Regions from separate parts of the Hordeum vulgare genome. Here all the other regions are linked to region 3. The links are chromatin contacts, called in public Hi-C maps. All regions are on one chromosome and are shown on one strand. The core of a region is the stretch at or near the end of the contact, and the rest is flanking DNA. Distances in the headings are between cores, read along the strand shown.

Region 1 (3,295 bases), core at 330-2,829, 710 kb after region 3:
AATTTATAAAGAGAAGATATGCACAAAAATAAACTAAAGCATAACAGGAAGCAGAATTTCACACCATGGAAAATGCCGCGGACAATGCTACACCAATGCCAATCCAGAAAACAGGTGAACCACTGCAAAGATTTTGGAACTCGCCATCATGGGAAGGTCAACTTGAGAACACGAAATGTAGGCAAACAAAGAGAGAACTCACATATATGATGAGGGGGGCGGCATGGGAGGCAGGGTACCAGTTCCCGTCGATGTATTCTCGCTGCTGGTTGAAGAAGATATGCTGGCAAATCCCTTTGTGTACAATCCATCTGAAACTGATGTGGCAAACATCATATAGTATGTAAAAAATAAGAACAAGAATATCAAAATGGGTGCAAACTAAGGCCCTGTTTGGAACCACAATAGATTATAATAATCTGGATTATGAAGATAGATTATATAATCTGGTTTATAAAAATAATCTAGGTGGATATGTTTGGAGGCCAGATTATATAAACTGTAATCTAGGTTTTATATTGTACAATGACATGTCTGCCCTCTGTTTTTTAGCTGCAAAGGTAATAATCTAGGTGGGCATGTTTGGAGGACGGTGGCGGTGGCAGTAGGTAATTATCTCCAAGTTTCCAAGGGTAATGGGTCATTAGTAATCCATAATCTGATTTTAGCTGGGGTAGAGTAGATTATGAGTTTTTAATAATCTGGACATCTAGTTTTTATAAACTGCAATATAATTTGTCATGTTTGGAGACATAATAGATTATAAAAATCAGATTATATGATCTGAGTGGTTCCAAACAGGGCCTAACACACTATGCTTATCAGCTACTCGTACTATAAAAAAAGAATTATGATGAATGAGGTGCGCATTATCTACTTATTATCAAGCAGTATGTCAGAGACACGGATGGATAAGCTAACCCTTCCTAATCTCAAGCTATCATCCAGGCTGCTATCATCTGCCCGTACTGCAAATACATATAGGAGAAGTACAAGGTCGAATCATCAGCCGTGGATCTAGCTAACGTATAGAGCCCCACAGACGCCGGTAGAATCTCAAGAGAATTAGAGCTCGGACTAGTCAAGTGCCGCATGCTCCTCCAATCAAAGAGCGCATCGGGGTCGCATCGCATCCAAACACAGCACAATTCACGGAGACGACAGAAGAAGGCCCTCACCGTTCCTAGATCCGCGGGACGCGGCGGAGACGACGAGCCTCGGCCGCCTGGACCCCCTCCGGCCGGCGGCAGCAGAGAGCGGCGCCGCCGGGAGGGGCCGCGACGGGCGGCTGGAGGCGGAGAGGAGGGGCAGGCGGGGAGACGCGGAGCACGAGGAGGCGAGGACGAGGCTCTCCATCACGAGCCTGGGGGAGGCAGCCTAGCCTAGCTTCACTCCGGTCTCCGGGTCACGAGGCCTTGTTGCTCTCGCCTGTGGCTGGCGCTAGGGTTTTGGGTTTGCGTGCGGAGAAGCCGAACTGGATGGCGAAACCAAAGCCCTCTCCCTCTCCCTCTCGCTGTAAGGGTGGTTAGCGAGCAGGCAGGCTATAGTAACAGCTAACAGGGGAGGGAGAGCAACATCTATCCACTCGTACAATACAAGACTTTCTGCTGGAAGAACGACGAGATTCCTACTAGTACAAGTGTGCAACATTCTGGGTTTTTTTAGGTGAAATAATGTATTTATTAAAAAAAATAGGTTAATAATGTACTTATTACTCGTCACGAAAGGTTCATACAATCAATCGCAGATAGCGAGACATATAGCAGTTTGTGGGGGGAGAGATGTGTGTGGGCTCTCGCGACGCGCTCGGCGACTCCGCCGCCCCGCTTGGCCCCGCCGGGGCTCCCGATGCCCCTGCCTCTCCTCTCCCCGTTGTCGTCGACCACCCCCCAACCGCCGATGTGGACGTTGGCTTCCCCTGAGGTAACCCTTGTTTGCTCTCTCATGGTAGTGTGACACGTGCTCGTCCCTGTGTCGTTGGTTCGTGTCCAGGCTCGGCCTTCAAGAGCGTGTGCTCGCGCCTTTCTCTCCTCCATGTCCCATGATCCTGGGTCCTTCCCTGACCTGGGCAAGCCCGACGTGCTCTGGGTCATCGCGCCCTTCCCGGGGGCGTGTTTCTCGGCTGCAGGGGTCACTGGCCTCCCTTTCTACTTCTTCTGTGCCCCGGACGAGTCTCTCAAGGTCGTCCGCGTCGGTGAGCTCGTCTTCTGTGTCGAGGTCGCCAGTCCGGCGATCGCCGCGTTCCTCATCGTGTTGGCCCTGGCCTCATGCCTGCCATTAACCTGTCCCTCTTTGCGTCGCGTGGAAGGGCCCGCGTGGCAGCGGCCATGCCTCTGGCTCGAGTGAGGCGAATTGGTGTCCCTTGCCACCCACCGGCTGTAACTGTGGCCTCTAGCTACTCTCGCCTCATTAGCCTGTTGGGCATTTGGTGCCCTGTCCCCTCCGGAGTTAATAGCCTCGGTTTGCTCCCCTGCCTTCGGACACCGTTTCGGTTGCTGATTCGCCAAAAACCCCTGCGAATCCATTGTCCATCATGCTCCCGATCTCCCGACGGGATTGGTCGTGCCTCCCGGCAACAACGCAGGCGTTGCTAGCAGTTGTCCATTGCGCATTGACTGCCTGGAGGTTGACAGCTCCGCGGTGATGGACCCGGTTGCGTTTACTTCCCTGACTCCCGTGGGGAAAAGTTCTTACAAGGACACGTTGCTTTCACCTGCCTTGCGTAGGGAAAAAACTCGCGCTTCGCCCCTCCTCTCTCCCGGGCTAGTTGTTTTCACTGCCTCTCCTCCCACCATCTCGTACGCGACTATCGCGACCCCGTTCGCTGCCGCCGTTGTCGGGTCTCTGGGCACCGCGCAGGCTCGCCTCGCTGTGCCATGGCCTCCCTCCTCGGCTCTCGTCCCCCGCCGCGGCCTCTGCCTCCCCCGCACGGCCAGCCCCCGTCCCGAATCTGCCCCCTCCTCCGCCGCCTCCCCCTGCTCGTCGTCCGCTCACTCCATACCCGACGATGCGTGCCCACTCCTCCAAACACCTTGCAAGCCTGGCCCTTCTTGGGGGCGAGTTGGGAGAGCCTAGCTCCCTTGCCCCTGTTGCGGAGCCGATGGACGCGGCGCCGGTGGAGCCGCGTTTTCGTGATATCTCCACGTCGGAGGATGTCTCCTCGCCGCCTCCCTCCCCGATCCCTTCCTCGTCGGTGTCCAGCCACCCGGAGTTGGTCGTGCCGGTGCCACGTGCCCCCGACCACGTTCTAGTTGCGGGCTTCCCTATGAGGCAGGGCGGGGGTGGAGCTGGCTCG
Region 2 (3,622 bases), core at 851-3,350, 690 kb after region 3:
GGACCCCTTCACTAACGGAATGATACTAAATTTTTCATTAACCCCTTATCATGAAATCTACATAGGTCCTTAAGATATTTTTCTAAAATTGTTAGATGGGTCTAAAGTCCACCCCATATCTCAACATCTTTCAACATAACACACATGTTTTTAGAAGATCCTAATTCCCTTTCATAGAAGAGAAAAAATAGGAAACTATTTTTCCTACGACGGGAGGCCTCCTTATGCTCGAATAGAGACGAATATGGTTATTCCAAACTAATTGTGCGCGCAACCCCTATCGTTGCCGTCGCTATGGCTTATGGATGCGAGCCACCATGACCCACCTGGCCCCGCACAATTATCCCTCCTTCCATTTTCTCATGAGCATGCTGTTTGAATACAGTCAAATCATATGTGCAGTTCTGCACCATGCCTACACACCCTACCTATTTTCTCTCCATGTCCACCGGACACCACCGATCTTTCTCTCACTCTTTCTCCATTATCTCAAGATCCAGCCGGCCCTTCCATCCCTTCCACCATAGGCGGCCACCCTCCGGATCTGGAGGTCTCCGACTAGATCATGGTCCTCCCCACCACGGCGTGCGGTACAGAGTCCCCGGATCGCTCGCCATCAATCAGTATGGTGCAGATCTGGCAGTCCGCCATCCCCAAACCTCCGTTGCATTGACGCCTCCTAGCACCAGATCCCGCGACGAACGAGTTGTGTTGTGCATCCTCCGGCAGTTAATCCCCCCTTCCCCGCTTGCCAAATCTAGGAGCTGTTTTACAAGGTGATAAGGATTGGGATTGCTTTTTCCTGCTTGCCCATGGATTTGTATTACATGGTGATAAGGATTTTTATTGCAAGTGTGCAAAATTTCTTCTGTCGTGAGTGATCTAGGATCGGGATCCATCACTTTTGGTTTTGGTCTTTTGGTTTTGGCCTGATTTCATCTTTCTTAACTTTCATACTCCACTTACAAGGATGAAATGGAGGCTGGATGACGACTGCCATACACGATGGAAGAGTGTTGCTGGTTCCCAGCATAGATTGCAATTATTTAGGCAGAATTGCACAAGAACTTTTTGGATGCCCTAATTGTACTTTGCTGAAATTTGGCGAAGGACTTTCCGTTTTAACGGAACTCTGTATAATTTACCAAAGAACTTTATTGTTGTATGTGACGAGGACTTCCTGAAAACTTTGCCATAGCTTCATATAAGTACAGTAACTTTATTAATCCCGTTTTTGAACTCTATCATTGAAACCTAAAGAACTTCAATTTCATGGCAAAGTTCAGAAACAACGTTACAAAGTATAGTTTTATTTATACAATTTTTTCCTTCTAGAATAAACTAAAATGAAATTTGATACATTTTTATTTATCACTTATAAAAAGAACTTTTGAATCGCATGCAACCAAGATAACCCGTGTTTGAATTTTAAATCTTAAAAAGTTTCATGTACATAGTGGTCAGGAATCTGCAGGACAGTGCATGACCTAGTGATAGACGAATCTATAGGTCCCGACCCTGCATCTATTTTTTATCAGTAATGCTACATCGACGGACCCATACGGGGTTTTACGACTGGGTTTGAGGTGTCAAATTAGCATTGGATTAAGGTGAAAGAGGGGCCACCCATCTGAAAATCAGGGGATGGAGAGTATTAGAGGAGAGGCCTTCGTAAAACTCATGTAAGTGTCCGTATGTTTAGCATTTTTTGATTTTTTTTATACGGCCTGATATACATGCGCTAGACCCCCATGTGAGGATGGAATACCATGCATGGCTGGCAATTTGGTGGGCCACGCTGATGGGACTGCATGCTGGATGGGCGGCGAGGATACAAGTTGCGCGTGCATAGTGTTAGACAAAATCCAGGTCCGAATAGAGATCGGTTTCATAAGAACAGCCGAGTTCGGCTCGAACCGTTTTTTCACGAAACAAAAGAAAAATGCCTCAAAAAGGAACGAGCTCGGCTCGAACCAGGAGCCCCAGCCTCCCAAGACGGTTCGTGGTCTGTCCATATATTGATTGACGCGCATATGCATCTCGCAACAGGTTTTTCGGCTGCACCAGGCTTTTCGGCTGCTCCCTTGCTCTACAGTCCGCATGGCCATAAGCATCGACGTCTCTGCGCTGCTCGACGGGACCGACTCCGCCGAGAACAAGCCGCCCAACCCATCCGACATGTCGGGCAGCTTGGCATTTCCCAGCCGGGCGGTGGCCAACATGATGCGGCGATGGAATTACCGGGAAGGCTCAGGCCTCGGCGCGCAGGGGCAAGGAATCGTCCTGCCTATACAGGCCGTCGTGCGGGTGCGGCGGCGTCCAAGGGCCGGCCTCGGCTACCGTGAGAAACCATACGACAATGGTCTCCACGTGCCGCCGGAGCCACCCGTGGATGAGGAGTGCCGCGAGTGGGAGGATATTGCACGGGCCATGCGGCTCGAAACCGAGTGCTGCGAGACGATCCTCGCGCTCCTGCATGACATGAGGCTTCAAGGGGACGACCGCGTGGAGACGGCGGATGCGCTCAAGGCCGTGGCTAAGTCCAAGAAGGGGCTCCATGGGAAGTGTGTGCCAGGGACGTTCAAAGCCGGGCTGCCTCCTTCCGCCGCGCGCTACATAATCGAGCAGGTGATCATGCCGAGGATGGTCGCCGGCGTGCGAGAGTGGAAGCCGTCGTCATGGGATCCGGACTGTGGCGACTGGCTACGCCCGTGGATTCCCCTCATCGGACACTTGCCAGAGAGCCTCTACGGCATCGTGGAGAGCAAGATCAGCAACCGTGGTTACGAAGTCGTATCGCCATGGAAGGGATACCTTAGCCCGGTGCAATGGGACACCTTCAGCAAACGTGACATCCTGCCATATCTAACACGGTTAGTACGGGAGATGAGGATCACGCCGCCCAAGCAGACGGACCCTTCGTTCCGGACCGTGATGTTGTGGGCACCTCTGATGCGCGCTCAAGACGTGGTGTCGATCCTTGAAGCCGAACATTTCTTTGACAAGTGGGAAGACGCGTTGCGACACTGGCTGCAAGCCGCCAAGCCCTCGTTGGGGGAGGCCACCGCATGGTGCACCGGCTGGAAGAAGCTCTTCACGCCGGAGCTGCTCGCCGACCAAAGTGTGCTCGCGCATCTTGATGCTGGCCTTGATATGGTCGATCCTGTAATGCAAGACCTCGACAGTCTTTTTAGCAAGTTGTAGTCTGCATCTACTGTAATTTGTCTTGCATGACAATTTGTATTGTAGAGATGCAGTTACTCGTTATCTTCTAAAAATAATATCATGGAACATCAGAGACAGTCAAGATTAAGAAATGTTCCTTTCTTGAAGCCGCAAGGAATGTACATTTTCACTCGAGTCCCACGGAATTAATTGGAATAATTTGTTTGTTTAATTTACAAGAGATATAATTACAAACAGATGTATATCGTGGTGTATTGTAGTGTGTTGGAGTTATAATGACAGAAACATGTTATCATCCTGCGGAACATAAGATATACCGGCATTCTAGGTAAAAATGTGACGAGAAAAGGTATCATCCAGACAACTGCTTCCATAATGTTGAAAACACTTGAACAATCTTCGTTTCTGAGTATCCACTCGTTTACTAACAGACATT
Region 3 (3,548 bases), core at 908-3,407:
CCTCCCTCTCGGCCAGCGCCCTAGGGCAAAGCCCCACCCCTTGGCTCCTCCTATATATATACTTGAGGTTTAGGGCTTTTTGAGACGCAACTTTGCCACGTGCAACCCTAAACCTCTACTTCGTAGTTCTTCCTCTAGATCGGTTTTCTGCGGAGCTCGGGCGGAGCCCTGCAGGAATAGATAATCACCATCACCGGCGCGCCGTCACGTTGCGGGAGAACTCATCTACTTCCCCGTCTCTCTTGCTGGATCAATAAGGCGGAGATCGTCATCGAGCTGTACGTGTACTGAATGCGGAGGTGTCGTCCGTTCGGTGCTAGATCGGGACGGATCGTGGGACGACGGTGATTTGAATCACGAAGCTGTTCCACTACGTCAACCGCGTTTCTTAACGCTTCCCGCTTAGCGATCTACAAGGGTATGTGGATCCGATCTCCCTCTCGTAGATGAACATCACCATGATAGGTCTTCGTGTGCGTAGGATTTTTTTGTTTCCCATGCAACGTTCCCCAACAGGGAGAGCGGTTACTTCTGCCGTCGTTGTCCCCGGCGCCGCGCATCACCAAGTGGGTGTCCCCTCAGCAGGCGAAGCAACGGGGGGAGACCATCGTCAAGGGAGACAAGCACTACGAGCTCATGCCCAACTTGCAGCTCGGGATCATGTGGGTTGCTTCGATCATCTCCCTTCATCAGGATTTTGGAACTTATGTTTGTGGAATTTTGATCAACCGGAGAAATTTACATTAGCTTTCAGTACCTTTTCTTCAGCAGAGTTATATGAATATATAGGTAACACTGAAATATGTGTTTGATCTGGAAGCTTATAGATGCTAAGCAATTTTTTAGTGATCTTGGATGCTATCATCTACATAGACTTTTCTCCGTAATAATTTGCTTCCAGTTTGTTGTTTCATGGACGATCAGATGGTATTTCATCTAGCTCTTCCAGTTTTTTGGTTCATGGACGGTCAGATGGTATCTCACCTTACTAGCGTGCTTTCAATTATCAATTTGCTAAACACGCAAAAGCCTCTCAAATTTTCGCTCGTACTATATAGTACTCTACATTAATTGTTTCTTATTGAAATTTGAAGGCATGTGAATTAGAAGATTGTCTTTTTTATAGGATGCCTATACTTTGAGGATTATAAATTGAGTATTTTCTAATGTGGTGCAAAATTTTGTGTTGTTCTTATGGCCCATGGTCCTACGTAAACGTATGTACAACGAATTTTTAAAATATAACAAAACAAACACATAGTGAACCAATTGGTGCCTCGTGTTGTCAGGCATGCTTCCGTGAATCGACTTGAATAGATTGATTGGTGATAATATGTCTATTAGGAGTTGCGGCGGTAGTTTGATTCAGCACTATCACCGCATCAGGATCAATATCTTAGGTGTAAGAAGAGAACAAGAGCTTTATCACTTATATATGTATCAACTAGATGCATCTTTTGTTTTGTACAAACTACTTTACCATGAATCAAGTCTTGGGATGACTTATCAAATATTATAAGAAAACTAAATATATTATCAATCCTTATAGCGCGGCGTGCCGCTGCGCACTACTCGTTAGTATACGTTGTACTCCCTTCATCCGAAAATATTTGTTCTAAAGATGAATGTATCTAGACTTATTTTAGTTATAGATATATCCATTATATCCATTTCTAGGACAAGTATTTCCGAACGGAGGAAGTATATGCTAAGACATACGATCAATACAAATATTGACAAACCATAGTGCTGATTGATGTATCCGGTATTCTTTTGGCAGTTCGTGGTTCATAATTTGGAGATCCAACTTAAACTATTTGGGTGCTGTTAAATGTAGTAAAATGTCCTGCAGATAACCTACAGTAACAATAATGTTTACTAAATTTGAGTGACACATGTTAGATCATATTCCTTTGTCCAAATAGTGGGATGAAACCGTTCAATTCCATCTCATTAGGTCCATCAAACATGAAAATGAAACTATTCTATTCTACTGGAATGAAACCATTACATTCCATTATATTTGGTTCTACTCCTACAACCAAACACACCTTAGCAATCCCGTTTCTCAATATAGTTTTGTTTCATTACAGTACTAGTCTTCCTGACGGGTGGGTCCACCACCGCGACCCAGTCAAGGGCACGGGGACGTGAGAACTTTGCCGGCGCAACCCAAATTCCGACCACGACTTCCTACGACCCTCAGACGCCGCCCTCGAAACGACCCACTCGCCCCTCTCTCCGCCGCGTCCAAACTAGTGCTCCGGCGAGCTTTCCGGCAGCGGCGCGATGGGTGAGCGGAAGGTGCTGAACAAGTACTACCCGCCGGACTTCGACCCGGCGAAGATCCCGCGGCGGAAGCAGCCCAAGAACCAGCAGATCACGGTTCGCATGATGCTTCCCATGAGCATCCGGTGTGGCACTTGTGGGACCTACATCTACAAGGGCACCAAATTCAACTCGCGCAAGGAGGACTGCATCGGCGAGGTACGCACGCGCCGCTGCGCCCCCACCCGTCCGATTGTCGTGATACCTAGGCTTTGTTATTCAACCCTAGCGCCACACTGGGCTCTAATTGCACAATTTGAGTCGTTTCATGCTCCGATTAGCAAGCGATGGTGTCAGTTTTGCCGTGGTGTGGTGTTTGCCCATTGATGTTTGTTCCGGTCTGTGCAAAACCGAAAAGCTATAACATAGTGATCCGAGCTGTATAGGGTAGTCAAAGAAGCTATTCAAATCATATTGTCTGCTTTGATTTTTCATAATCTTCATTGGCATGCAACACAAAGTTCATGCTTATATGAAGTATATCAAAAATGGGGCATACAAAGTTAATAAGAGCATCTCCAGCAGATCCCCTTTCCACGAAAACTCAGTGAGTTGGGTGCAGATCCCCTTTCCCTCAAAACTTCATGGTGATCACCAAAAAACCCGCCCTGACTCGCCCTATATAGAGGGGGAGATACAACTCATCCTATAAATGCCACATCACCGAGCCACCATTAAATCCCTCGCCCCGCCTTGTGCCATGAGAGAATTCGTGAAGAAGAGAGAGAGAGAGGAAGTTTTTTTTAGCTCACCGACATGTTGGCCCCACACGACGGGAGTAAATTGGGGATAAGTTTATTGGTGATCTGCAATGGCAGCACACATGCGAATACCAATAAATCTATTGGTAGAGCCCCTATAACTACTTATAGGGGGAGTTTTCTTGTGATCTGCTGGAGATGCTCTAACTCACATTTAATCTCGAAGCACCCTGAACTATCTTCTACTCCCTCCGTTCCTAAATATAAGTCTTTTTAGAGTTCCCACTAGAAAACTACATACGGATGTATATAGACATACATTAGAGTATAGATTCACTCATTTTGCTCCGTATGTAGTCTCTTAGTGAAATATCTAAAAAGACTTATATTTAGGAATGGAGGGAGTACTAGTGTAGAAGACCCTCTTATAATATGGGAGGGAGAGAGTAGCTATAATGCAGTTTAACTGTTATTCTGAGAGTGTCGAGTCCAATTTACAACCACTGTCTGCATCCAGTG

Evidence for each region. A called contact is a pair of places that touch in the nucleus more often than the background predicts.
Region 1: a Hi-C map of leaf shows a contact between it and region 3, with 7 times the contacts expected there. The contact joins the promoter of LOC123426787 here to the promoter of LOC123426786 in region 3. A contact is called at or near these places in 1 of 6 Hi-C or Micro-C datasets (leaf) and 1 of 1 datasets of contacts at active chromatin or transcription factors (embryo).
Region 2: a contact with region 3 is called in a Hi-C map of seedling, with 1.9 times the contacts expected there. The contact joins the promoter of LOC123430308 here to the promoter of LOC123426786 in region 3. A contact is called at or near these places in 2 of 6 Hi-C or Micro-C datasets (leaf and seedling) and 1 of 1 datasets of contacts at active chromatin or transcription factors (embryo).

Annotation. Positions count from the first base shown.
Region 1 is chr2H:487,379,004-487,382,298 of MorexV3_pseudomolecules_assembly, forward strand. LOC123426787 (protein TIC 40, chloroplastic) reads right to left here and starts at 1,580. Exons shown (of 14, transcript XM_045110670.1): 1 at 1,179-1,580; 2 at 203-311; 3 at 65-122. The coding sequence starts at 1,356.
Region 2 is chr2H:487,361,068-487,364,689 of MorexV3_pseudomolecules_assembly, forward strand. It overlaps LOC123430308 (septin and tuftelin-interacting protein 1 homolog 1-like), which reads left to right and starts at 2,101. Exons shown (of 1, transcript XM_045114178.1): 1 at 2,101-3,241. The coding sequence starts at 2,101. The coding sequence ends at 3,204.
Region 3 is chr2H:486,668,595-486,672,142 of MorexV3_pseudomolecules_assembly, forward strand. It overlaps LOC123426786 (splicing factor YJU2-like), which reads left to right and starts at 2,158. Exons shown (of 8, transcript XM_045110668.1): 1 at 2,158-2,487. The coding sequence starts at 2,290.